2 separate regions of the Xenopus laevis genome follow, and region 2 is linked to region 1. Evidence: chromatin contacts called from public Hi-C data. All regions are on one chromosome and are shown on one strand. Each heading gives the region's core, a stretch centred on a gene start, on an enhancer-like site or on the middle of the called end of the contact. The rest is flanking DNA. Distances are from core to core; before and after follow the strand shown. Region 1 overlaps LOC108698938 (polypeptide N-acetylgalactosaminyltransferase-like 6). Region 2 holds the start of aadat.L (aminoadipate aminotransferase L homeolog).

Evidence for each region. Hi-C and Micro-C count contacts between places; a contact is called where the count stands out from the background.
Region 2: a Hi-C map of the XL177 cell line shows a contact between it and region 1, with 5 times the contacts expected there. The contact joins two enhancer-like sites. A contact is called at or near these places in 2 of 4 Hi-C or Micro-C datasets (the XL177 cell line and the XTC cell line).

The regions. Positions count from the first base shown.
Region 1 is chr1L:51,792,104-51,798,412 of Xenopus_laevis_v10.1, reverse strand. All of the region lies in intron 8 of LOC108698938 (polypeptide N-acetylgalactosaminyltransferase-like 6), which reads left to right. Among protein-coding and RNA genes, the nearest start is that of galnt7.L, 130 kb to the right of the region's middle. Within about 2 kb of position 2,747, at least 1 of the 7 cell types and tissues checked has an H3K27ac peak or open chromatin away from gene starts, as enhancers often do.
Region 2 is chr1L:52,660,287-52,666,595 of Xenopus_laevis_v10.1, reverse strand. It overlaps aadat.L (aminoadipate aminotransferase L homeolog), which reads right to left and starts at 315. Exons shown (of 14, transcript NM_001089711.1): 1 at 184-315. Within about 2 kb of position 3,680, at least 1 of the 7 cell types and tissues checked has an H3K27ac peak or open chromatin away from gene starts, as enhancers often do.

The sequences.
Region 1 (6,309 bases), core at 1,498-3,997:
GAATCCTGCTTGGAACAGGGAGGGGGTAGAATGTATTAACAATTATGGGCCATACTCCTAAGGGAAATGGACAGGCTTGGTCCTATAATTCCCACTATTATGCTTGCGTGGTTTGCTGGGTACCTGGAGCTGCAATGGCTGCACATCACTCTCTAAAGGGTGGCAGGGGTCAAGCTAATAGGAAAAACAGTGCACATAACTGTTTGGATATAGGGTTGCCACCTTTTCTGGAAAAGAATACCAGCCTCCCTATATATTTATCTTTTTTCCCTATTAATAACATCAGGATCAACCATCATTTGTACCGGCCAGGCCGGTAAAATACCGGCCAGGTTTCAACCCTATTTGCATACAAGGATTTGAAAATAGAATTGCCTGGCAAGCACCAACACAGATGCAAAATTCTACCTGTGTGCCATTTCCCCTTAATGTTGCTGTTAAATGGTGGTTCACCTTTACATTAACTTTAAGTATGTTAAAGATTGGTCAAATCTAAGCAACTTTTCAATTGGTCTTCATTATTTGGTTTTTAAAGGTTTTTTTTTATTTTTTGTCTTTTTATTCTGACTCATTCCAGCTTTCAAATGGGGTCACTGACCCCCATCTAAAAACAAAGGCTCTATAAGGCTACACTTTTATTGTTATTGCTACTTTTTATTACTCACCTTTCCATTCAGGCCCTCTCCTATTCATATTCCAGTCCCTTATTCAAATCAATACATGGTTGCTAGGAGTAGTTTGGACCCTAGCAACCAGATGGCTGAAATTGCAAACTGGAGAGCTGCTCAATAAAAAGCAAAATAACTCGAAAACTACAAATAATAAAAAGTGAAAGCCAATTGCAAATTGTCTCAGAATATCACTCTCTACATCATGATAAAAGTTGAGTCAATGGTGCACAATCCCTTTAAAACCCAGTTATTCAAATGTATGTTTATTATTAAATGAACTATATTTTATACTTTTATGACATACAGTCCATTTTTTTTTCATTTAATGGGGACCGACCAAAATCAACAAAGACTTTAGCATCCAATTAAAGGGTGATAACGGCATTGCAGTATCATGATGGAGGCACAGAATTAGTGTAGGATACTGACCAGTTTACAGTGGAAGGGAGACAAAAGACACAGAGCTTTTATTGTGAGCACTGAATTTGGACAATAAACAGGCAATAAACCATAATAACCAGATTCTTAAGTTGCCCATCCTATACTGGTTTCTCTGATGCCTAGCCCTTTTTCCAGCCATGGTCCATAATGGCAGATATCTGTATGTTGCAATAAAGCTGGGCAGAATCAGATAGACTGGAGGCTCAGCCTAACATATCCTGATTTTCATTCGCCATATGACATGCTATATAATGATATTTCATATACAGTAGGTATACAAGAAAATTTTCTCTTGCTAACAACTGTACTTAGAAAACTTTGCATTATATATTTTACATACTGTATGCAAACATTACTCTTATCAGCTAGAGCAGTAGTACACTTGCTTTCTGGTGCTGATATGAGGCTATCTTGATATCTGGGATATGTATTAAAGTGCATAAAATATATCTTTTATCTGTGTATATTATTGAAGTTTTGCAAACAGTTTGGGATATGCTATGGTATGAGGGTATCTCCAACACTTCAACAATATATACAGATAAACTTTTACATATACAGATATGGGATCCGTTCTTTGGAAACCTTTTATCCAGAAAGCTCTGTATTACGGAAAGGCCGTCTGCCATAGACTCCATTTTATCTGAATAATCAACAGTTTTAAAAATGATTCTCTTTTTCTCTGTAATAATAAAACAATACCATGTGCTTGATCCAAACTAAGATATAACTATTCCTTATTGGAGGCAAAATCAATCTGTTGAGTTTATTTAATGTTTATGTGATTTTCTAGCATAAGTAAGGCATGAAGTTCCAAATTGCAGAAAGATCCATTATCCAGAAAACCCCAGGTCCCGAGAATTCTGGATAACAGGTCACATACCTGTATATATATTTTAGCACTTTAATACGTATATTTAGTACTAGAATCCAATGACTATTTTTGCTTATGATCATTCCCTTTCCTAACATGAACCCATATTCTGGCACTAGCCCCCATAATGACCTTTGGGAATGGCTGTCTATTGTAAAATGTCAGACCATCCATTGTTACTTACATCCTTTGCTTATTGGCTTTACAAATAGTAAACATTCTGTATTTCAATGTACTTTATTCAGATCATGTACAGAATAAGAATGAACATTGCAAGCTATACTGACTTTCCAACATTGCGACCTTCATGCTAGAACAGAAGAAGAACATAAGAAGATATGTATGGAATTGTCCTGATTAGAAGCTAACATAGGGAGTCCATCTGTTCCTTGACTAGATTGTCTCCTCAGCATTCTGTATGCTGATAATCCATCTGTCTCTAAAGCAGTATTTGTCTTTCAAGCATTCTTATACCTGCTGCAGCTTTATGTATCATGAAAGCTTCATACAGTGATGGAATCCTCTTAACTGTATGTATGACCATTGACAGTTTTCCTTTATACGGTTGATGTCCATGTATCTTGCCTATACGAGTACAGTCACAGGTTCAGAAGTAACCCTGAATTTAAGTATACTTTATTGTGAACAGGGTCGGACTGGGGGGCCCGGGGCCCACCGGGGCTGCTGCCCCATGGCCCCCTCCGACCCCCGTGCTGCTCCAGCGCAGCTCGTGTGTATGCATGCGCTGGCGCTTCGAGTGTGTGCGCATGCGCTGCCACGCAATGCTTTTCTGGCATTAAGAAGCCTTCGTATTATGGATGGGGGTGCGATTCTGGGTTGGCAGGGCCCACAAGAGACGGGCCCACCGGGTTTTTTCCCGGTGTCCCACCGGCCCAGTCCGACCCTGATTGGGAATACAATTCATATTTCCCTTTATTGTTGGTGGTATCATGTGCATTTCTGGATCACATTTTTAAACATGCATGTTGTAATCATGACAGAGACAACTTTGGTATTTGCCCAGCCCTAGCTAATTAACTACCCCCGCCCCTCCTCCAAAACCCCTTAATAACCTACACAACACTTGTGCCTTTGGATGAAAAGGCCACAGAACATTTTATTATAACAAGTGACATTTTAGTGTTCACACACTATGAACAATAATATCATGTCATAAACATAGCAAATCTTAACAAGTAATTTTGTATAACAAACAATTATCTCCTGAACAGGTCCAGACTGAGAATTAAAATAGGCCCTGGCATTTCAGGTACACAGAGGCCCAATCAGCCCAAATAGAGGCCCAAACAGCCCCCACCAGTCCACTAAATAGTGACTTTCAATGGGACCTTATAGCAGCCCCTCTGGCATTTGCCAGAACCAACAGATTGCCAGTCAGGTCCTGCTCCTGAACAACAATAACCTGTAACAACCCTATAACTGCACAACGCAACAGTACTGCCAGCTGCCATACTAGCCTGGAACTCACCTACTACCCAACCAAATTCACTTCCTGGGGTGTTTTGTTACCCCTGAGGTGCCAGGCCTTCCATGGACCCAATTAACCCTGCAACTCCCGTACTAACACACCTATTGGTTCCTGTACTCAACCACCCCACTCCGCTAAATGCAATAGGCCTAAAGGGGAGGGTGAGTGGGTGTTTTAGTGTGCTGCTAAATGGAGTGGAAAGCAGGAACCTACTAGACCCCTTCTTTTAAGACCGCCTACGTCACTTACCAGGACCCTCTCTTTGAACTACTTAATCCCGCACCTGCAACTAGGAGGTGCTTGGCTACCTACGGCTCTGTCATGCCCCTACTTCCCTATGCTACGCTGCATGTCATCGAGTTACTTTCTATATATATATATATCACCAATAAATCATATGGAACTTTAAAGAGATTAAACATCAGTTTCTGCTCCAGTGGAGCTTACAATATAAGGGGCAGATTTAGACAACGCTAATTCACTGGAATGCAGAGTTTTGTTGTGGGCGACGAACGATGGCGGCGTTTTACTAGCATTACTTCGGCAATGCGAGCAATTGAAAGTGAAGTTGCGCTAGTGTTCATTCCTGCCTATCGCAAATTTGCTAGAGGTCTTGCGCTCAGGTTACTTTGCATACGGCAGAAAATTTAAAGTTGAATGGACGTATTTGTTGCAGCAAATACATTACAATACACAAGTCCAGGGAACCCTAATAGAGAAAATAGAGTTGTTATAATGCCCTACACATGAGCCCACTGTATAGTTATATGCTAGAAAATGTATGGGGGAAGCAGGTTACCCAAAAATATTTTCAGGACTTTTGCAGGCTGTCACACAGAAGATTGAGGAAGATCTATGCACTCCAGCAGGCTTCACCTTGCCTGAGCTGGTGAAAGCAAGTCTGGCGAAAGAGGTAACGTTCAGTAAAATCCACATATTAGTGAATTTGCGCAGTTATGTCCATTCACCAGAGTGAAAATTCGCTTGGCACTAGAGTACAAATGACCGCTAGCGTCTGTCTCTTTCGCTATTGAAGTGACGCCTGTGCCCATGTCCCTGCAGTCGGTAACGCTAGTGAATTGATGCTAGCATTAGCCACTTCGTCCTTGAGTAAATCTGCCCCCAATGCCTTTATCACATTCACACACACCATCATCAGTTAAAGGAACAGTAACAAAAAAAAGTTTTTACAGGAATAACAATAAAGTGTACTGTTGCCCTCTATTAGTAAAACTGGTGTGTTTGTTATAGAAATACAACGATAGTTTATATATCAAGCTGCTCTGTAACCATGGGGGCAGACATTCAAGCACAGGATAAACAGTAAATAACAAAAATGTTCTGAAGAATTCCATTGTAGGTTACAAAGCTTATCTGTTCTCTGCTGTGTATCCTGAGCCTTTTCTCCTTCTTCAGCTTTGAATGGCTGCCCCCATGGCTACACAGCAGCTTATTTATATTAGCTATTTTAGGGTTTCTGAAGCAAACAATTAAGTTGTACCAGTGCAGAACAATAGTACATTATATTTTCAATACTTTAAAACACTTTCACTTTTTGGTGTTACTGTTCCTTTAAAGCAGGAGCCAGATAACCTTCCTATATGTATTTGAAGCATATATGTAACCAACAAAGACACAGAACATACACATTGCTTGTAGATACTGCCCTTGCTGGAATAAAATGCTGATCACTGCACAACTGTTCATTATATGGTTGGTTGCCTTAGTCTGTTTTGTGCACAGTAGTCCATTCCTTTACCGGCCACAGAATGAAAAAACAACATTTGACTTGATATGCCTGTAAAATGAGTGTTATTACTGTATTAGTAATATGCATTCTACAGCACTGTACAAAAGAAGGGTGTATATATCTAATACATCAATTCCACATAAATACTAACTAATACAGGAGGTAAAGAGAACCTTGTTCCTTTAATAATCTATCATTTGCCATAAATGTGTATTAAGTCATGAAATAATACAGTTGCAATATAATACAGCATTAAAAGAAAAGTAATGTCCAGACCAAGCAATCTTAAATATAGAGACCTTAGAGGCTGGTCTTAAGAAACTATACATCAACCCTACATCTTGTATCTGCTATAAATAGGAGATTACTTCATCTTTAACTAATGTACATTATCTGATATACAGGTATGGGACCTGTTATCCAGAATGCTTGGGACCTGGGGTTTTCCAGATAAGGGGTCTTTGTGTAATTTGGATCTCCTTACCTTAAGTCTACTAAGAAAACAAACATTAAATAAATCCAATGAGCTTTTGCCTCCAAGAATGATTCATCTTAGTTGGAATCAAGTTCAAGGTACTATTTTATTATTACAGAGAAAAGGAAATCATTTTTAAAAATGCGTAACTATTTGATTAAAATGGAGTCTGTCGGAGACGGTTGACCCATAATTCGGAGCAGTAAATTTATCTGCTTAGTGAGGGATGTGACAAGGCATCACATAAAGATCATTCGATTGAAATGACAGAATAGAGATAAAGCTTTTTTTGAACTGAAAATCAGTAGTCATATGCATAGCAACGTATATCATTGATGCTGTATTATTGCTTCTATTTGGAATATTAATTTTCTATTAGTCAAGCCCTCTGTTTCCTTTCTCCCCTGTGATGTGTTATGTATCAACTTCTCCCCCAGGGAATTATTACTGTTTACATGCAAAAAGGAAGTAGAAACAAACCCTAAACACTCTCACATGGCCTTGAATGCCTTGACTTTATTATTAAAATAAAGGCAATATACACTCACTCTGAATAAGGTGCATGATTGAGCAATATCTGTTTTAATTAAACCATAAAATAAATATTAA
Region 2 (6,309 bases), core at 2,431-4,930, 870 kb before region 1:
AAATGTTAAGTGAGTGACCCTGCAGATCCAAGGATAGTTATAGTGACGCAATAAATGGTAAATCACATTCTGTATATCTTTGCCCTTAAAGTAAATATAAGGTTGCTCTATGTGTACATGTATTGCTCACCTGGCTAAATATATGATAATGTGAGTAACCCAGGGGTCAGCTTTAGATCTTACCTTTTGCTTTGAAGAGTTCATTTGGTCCCTTGGACATGGTTCTGCAGTGTAAATAATAACTGTGGGAAATAATTATAAAAAAAAAATTAAAATGTTTAACAAGAAAAATCTAGTCAACCAAGCTGATTGCTGGTGCCTTAGATAAGAGCTGCCTGTTGCTCTGTCACCCTTTTATCGCTAGCTGCTGTTCTATTCATTTTCTTTTGGTTAATATTTATGGAAAATAGAACAACCTAGTTTAGTATTTAAGTAAACGTTTTTATGAAAAAATCTTTAGAACAGTCTATCTATCCCCGCATATCACATACTACACTCTGCACTTTCTGCAGCACAGATCCTCTTATACCTGTACCTGTATGAAGCTCTGCTCTGCTCCGCTTCTTTGACTGTCTAGACTGCTCTGTTTCCTGTAGCAGTTCCCTGTAGTGGAGCACAGAGCTGGAGTGCAGATTTTTTGACCATGCCCATTTTTGTGGCCACACCCCCTAATTACCATGTTCATTTTACAAAATTTCTCAGGTTATGAAAGTTTGAACATATTTCTGTGTTTTTTTTCAGTTATTACAGTTTTGCTAATGAAGGTGAATTGCCCTTTAAGCTGTTAGTCTAACTTTTCCCAAGGGACCTGTTATCTTATATTGTTACAATTACTTATTTGCTTATCTAGATTGCTTATCTAGATACATTTGGGGGCAGATTCACTAAGGGTCGAATTTCGAAGTAAAAAATACTTCGAAATTCGACCCTCGAATTGAAATCCTTCGACTTCGAATATCGAAGTCGAAGGATTTAGCGCTAAACGTTCGTTCGTTCGATCGAAGGATTTTTCGTTCGATCGAACGATTAAATCCTTCGAATCGAACGATTCGAAGGATTTTAATCCAACGATCGAAGGAAAATCCTTCGATCAAAAAAAGTTTAGCAAGCCTATGGGGACCTTCCCCATAAGCTAACATTGACTTCGGTAGGTTTTATCTGCCGAAGTAGGGGGTCGAAGTTTTTTTTAAAGGGAAAGTACTTCGACTATCGAATGGTCGAATAGTCGAACGATTTTTCGTTCGAAACGTTCGAATCGAAGTCGAAGTAGCCCATTCGATGGTCGAAGTACCCAAAAAATACTTTCGAAATTCGAAGTATTTTTCATTCGAATCCTTCACTCGAGCTTAGTGAATCGGCCCCTTGAATTGTTACAAATGAGGGACTGCAGGTTGAGCTATCAAAAGAGGGACTGTCCCTCTAAAAACGAGACGGTTGGGAGGAATGCTGGTAGTTGCACTGCAGGGTTGCAAGTGCTGGACTTGTCTGAAGGTTCTTTTGTGTGAAGCATCCAAAGAGACTTTGGAGTGAGTATTCACAGATAAGGCTAGAACTCCACGACGCGTCTGGAGCTGACACATCGCTTTGCGTCAAAACTCGTGCGAAATCTCAGGTAATAACTACATTTATCCGACTGTCGGATGAAAATGCAGTGCTCTTGTGTCGGCTCCAGATGAGTTGTGGAGTTCTAGCCTTAAGTGACGGTGTCCTAAAGGAGAGCTTGAAAATTTCATAGACTGTGTTGTGGGACTGAGTTAACAGACTGTCCTTCTTTTAGGGCTGAATTCCACAGGCATTTTTCGACGGAATGGCGCACAGAGACGAAACGCAAGGTCAGATGTAGTCGCAGGCTTCAAAATATAGTGGGACTCAATGAAAAGTTGCAGGTAAAAACTACACGGTTAGCCTGTCCGATGAAGACGCTGCTTTCTGCGTTCACATACGACAGTCGTCTCCGTATCAGATGTAATGTAGTTTTTTCCTGCGACTTTTCGCTGAGTCCAATTACATTTTGTCATTGTGATTGCATGCGACCTGCTGCCTGTGTCTCGTAGCTGCGCACTGATCCGTCGCAAAAAAACCCGTGGAGCTGAGCCCTAACTTAGAGAGAGAGTTCACGCCTGCAAAGTTAGTTAGCAAGATCCCTATTGTTACATGTTGCTATTTGCGTTAGCTGCCCCTTTCATTTACTTTTAGATAAACAGTTATGCAGCAAATACTGTGTGTGCATTATTATTGTATCCTAGTGGAGCCACCCGTACGTGCATTCCCGGATCCCACTAGGTGGAGGCACTGCTCTAATAAGTACCAGGTACCCAGTCTCTCCCAATAACACTGCAGAGTTGCTCAGGTTTGTCTCGTGCCATCAGGTAAGCTCCACATGTGGAGTGTCCACCGACAGAAGGGGTGTTGAAAGGGTTACATATACATCTGGTATGTAGTGTAGCTGCATTTAAGTTTTGGTATTGAGAAATTAAAAAGTTTACATCTCCTTTAAAGGTCAGAGAAGAATGTTGTTTAATAATGATTGGTTTTGCAGTGCCATCTAGTGAATAATAAGGCTATGTACACATGGGCTAAAATACAGGGGGATTAAAGGAATATAAAAGTATAAGTAAAGATCAGGAGACACTTTTTCCAAGAAATGTAACCAAGCAGACAGGTTCCGGCCTATGAAAAATAGGGCCATTAATGAATAGTCAGTACCACCATATTGGATTTCCCTACATGTGGTGGCTTGGTAATTTTGATCATAATTGCATGTTTTAGAAAATGTATGCAAATGCTTAGGTTTAGGAATTCACTGAATAGACGTCCTATCAATTCACATACCATAACTTTGACACATTTTTATGTTTGAGTACTGAGATATTGTCAGTACCCAGATCCCTTCTTGATACTCTTCTAAAATTGAACCCGGGTGTAACTTTCCAAAACAAATTTAAATGCTTTTGAAAGACAGTTTACTTTTAATTCATTGTCTCTGAATAGCTCTCTGGTATGCTAAATAATGAAAAATTAAGCAGTAATGGTAAAGACATAGAAAACTTCATTATATAGAAAAGTTTCAATCTATTCAATAAACTGTCCATATTCTGGCTACTGGAGGGACATTCCATTGAATTTGTGACTGATAGCTTGTGTTCCCATGACATGGGTTTCGTCTTGGATCCTCGCCGCCCTTTAACCATCTCTCCCCTTTTACCAAGCACACAGCCAAACATTTCTTTAGTGGATTGAAAAGGCTGGAGACAAATTTTATTAAAACATAAATTAACAGTCAAACAGGGCGAGCCTGTGCATTTTGTCACCTGAGGCAGACTTCGTTTTACTGCCCCCCTCCCCACGGCACTCACTTTTCCAGACCAGGACAGGGTAGGGGGGGGTTGCACAGTTGCGCACTCTGCACTAGAAGAGCTGAATTTCCAGGTTGAAAACTGGAAATTCTGCTCTTAGTTACCAGGAGTGGCATTTTTGATGCCCCTGGTAACCAGGGGGGGCGCTATTGCCTGAGGTGAGTGCCTCGACTCGCCTCATTGGCGGAGCGTCCCTGCAATCAAAACATAAAATGGCGCCAATCCCCAACTGCTTTTCCTTCTTATCCCCTTCTGCACCCTCTAGCCAATCTCCTGCCTGACTACACTCTCCACAACCCCTTTCAACCTTCAACTTCCAGGCCCACTTTCCTAGCCCTGTCATGGCCCTATTCCTCCATTTCATTGTGGTCCTTAAGGGCCTTCTTTGAATAAGGTAAAGTTCCTGTAGCATTGTATTTCATGGCTCCTTTGTTGTGTTAATAGCCATTATATTGGTGCTTTTGTGTAGATCTATTCCTCCTTGATAAAGCTGGCCATACATATGGAGATTGAGGTGGGCGATATCGGGCTGATCCGATCGTGGGCCCTAAGTAGGGTCGGACTTGGGGACCTGCTGTCTCAAGGCCCCCCCAACCCCTGCCTCTACCACAATGCCCCCTCTAGGCCCCCTGCCGCAACAATCTCCAGTCCGCCTTCCTCTGGGCATGTACCTTATGTCTTCCGCGACCAGCCCAGGAGAGGGATGTTCAGGGCCGCAGTGACATGTTCAGGCAGGCAGCGGGTCTGGACCGGCAGGGCTGACCAGGTTTTTTCCTGGTGTCCCAGTTCGACCCTGGCCCTAGGGCCCAAAAATCGGATCATAATGAAGAGAAAATGGACTGATGTGGTCCTCGATCTAACTTTTTCTGTCAGCAGCTTATATCTGCCCATGTATGGGGGCCTTAAGTCCACATAGCACATTCAGAAGGAAGATCAGGTTTGGGCATTATGATGTTGCAATGAAGATTATTCAGTCTCCCATTATATCTTTAAAGGGGCCTGTCAACCAAAAAAATGATTCAAAATCCTATTTTATCACATTAGTCAAGCAAAATGAACTTTAACTACACTATATAAATTATTTGAATCTTGCTTCCTTCAGTCTGGGAATTAATAATTACAGCAAGCAGGCAGGAGGCATTTTGTGGACACTGTTAAGACAAGCCTTGCATCATCTCAGAATCTTGTTTGTGCACCAGAATGGGGGACCTGATGTCCATCCCCATGCCCTGGCTACACAATTAAATGGGGGAATGTGGGGGGGAATGTGGGGAGCGCAGTGACATCTAGGAGGTGCTGAATGGAAAGTGTAAGTGATTGTCTGGGCCGTCTCTGAGCAGCTGAGATTTTTAAATGAGCTTACAACAGCTATGAATGCTTTAATAAAAAATAGAAATTGAATTTCATGTTCATTTAATTTGAAAATATCTTTTATTATACAGATTTATGTGTCTGGCTGACAAGTCCACTTTAACATTATTTTTGTAAATATGAATCTTTCAGACTTACATATAACATCAAGAATAATGGTATAATAAACGAAGACACTAGGATTTCCACCTGTCCGGTTTTCACCTGGAAATCCTGGTGAACTCCCTGTCTGGATTTCAAAATTATGAAATCCAGACAGGATGTTAAAGTTAATGACATGGCAATCAGCCAATTGCTGATTGCCACGTCATCAGTCCAGGCCCCAATGTAATGAAGCTCACCTCCGGCATCACTGGCCCTGCCTCTGATGTCGCCCGCCCCTGCCAATAGTTGGGGAAACGAAAAGGTGGCAACCCTAAAAGACACTGTTTCCTCTGGTGTCCCTCTTCTCTAAAAATTCTGGCTGCATTAACGGCAAAACTTTCCTCTCCATTCCTCCTTTTTCTTCACAAACTACCTGCCCCTAACAATATGTATTTTTTTAATCAATAGGGCCAGGTGTGACTGATAATACACCTTCGCTAACATCCCCTTCTAAAGCTTCCAAGAAATTTACCCTATTAATTAAATTGTCATATTCAAAACCTGGATTACCAGTTATTATTTGTGTCATCATTGTGGCTATTCTGTCACATAATTCATATTTCTATTTCTATTTCATTTGCTTAATTTTCCTGGAGAAAGATACATTTAGGGGCATTTTTATTATGCTGTGTAAAAGGAAATTCGCTGAGAAAATGGTGTAAAAAGCTGTGGAATTGCGAGTTTATCAAGGTGTGCTTTATATTACGTTCAGATTTGCCGCCGTTATATTACTTTGCTTCCTGTAGAAGTTACAATGAAAAACAATGAAATTATACTGGTTTTTAAGCTGTTTTTTTACACAGCGAAGCCTGGTGATGTGCGGCGAATTATCCCACCGTTTTTTACGACATAATTGTATTAGGTCCGATTTTTCACCCACTTTATCAAAGGCAATATTTAATGCATGTTTATGTTCCTCTAGCTCCTTCTCTACATGCTGTATTCTCTCATCATTCACTTCTGTTACATGTTCACATAGTTTAGCCTTCTCAAGCAATGCCTCACCAGTTGTAATGGCATGCAACCTTAACTTACACATCTTTTCAATTGACTCTCTCAGAGAAGTCTCATACCTGTCAGCTTGTTTCTTAACATAATTATGCTTTTCCTTATAACAATATCTGCCGGTTTTAAATAAGAGAATAATTTCTGAATGATCATTCCTTCACATTTCTTTTCTTTCATTTTTTTTCAACATTTCATTGAATCCCATGAATGCTCCCCATTGATTTTTAATATAATTTATCAACCACATGCTGACATTTTCTCCCTTAGTGTTATTACCATCTGAAGCCATTTATGGAAAAAGTACTAACTTAACAAAAATATACAATATACTTACCAACCCTTTGAGGTTCACGGTCACCAATCTCCACACCACAATCTTAGGGGCCGATTCATCAAGGGTCGAATATCGACTAGGAACTAAAATCCTTCG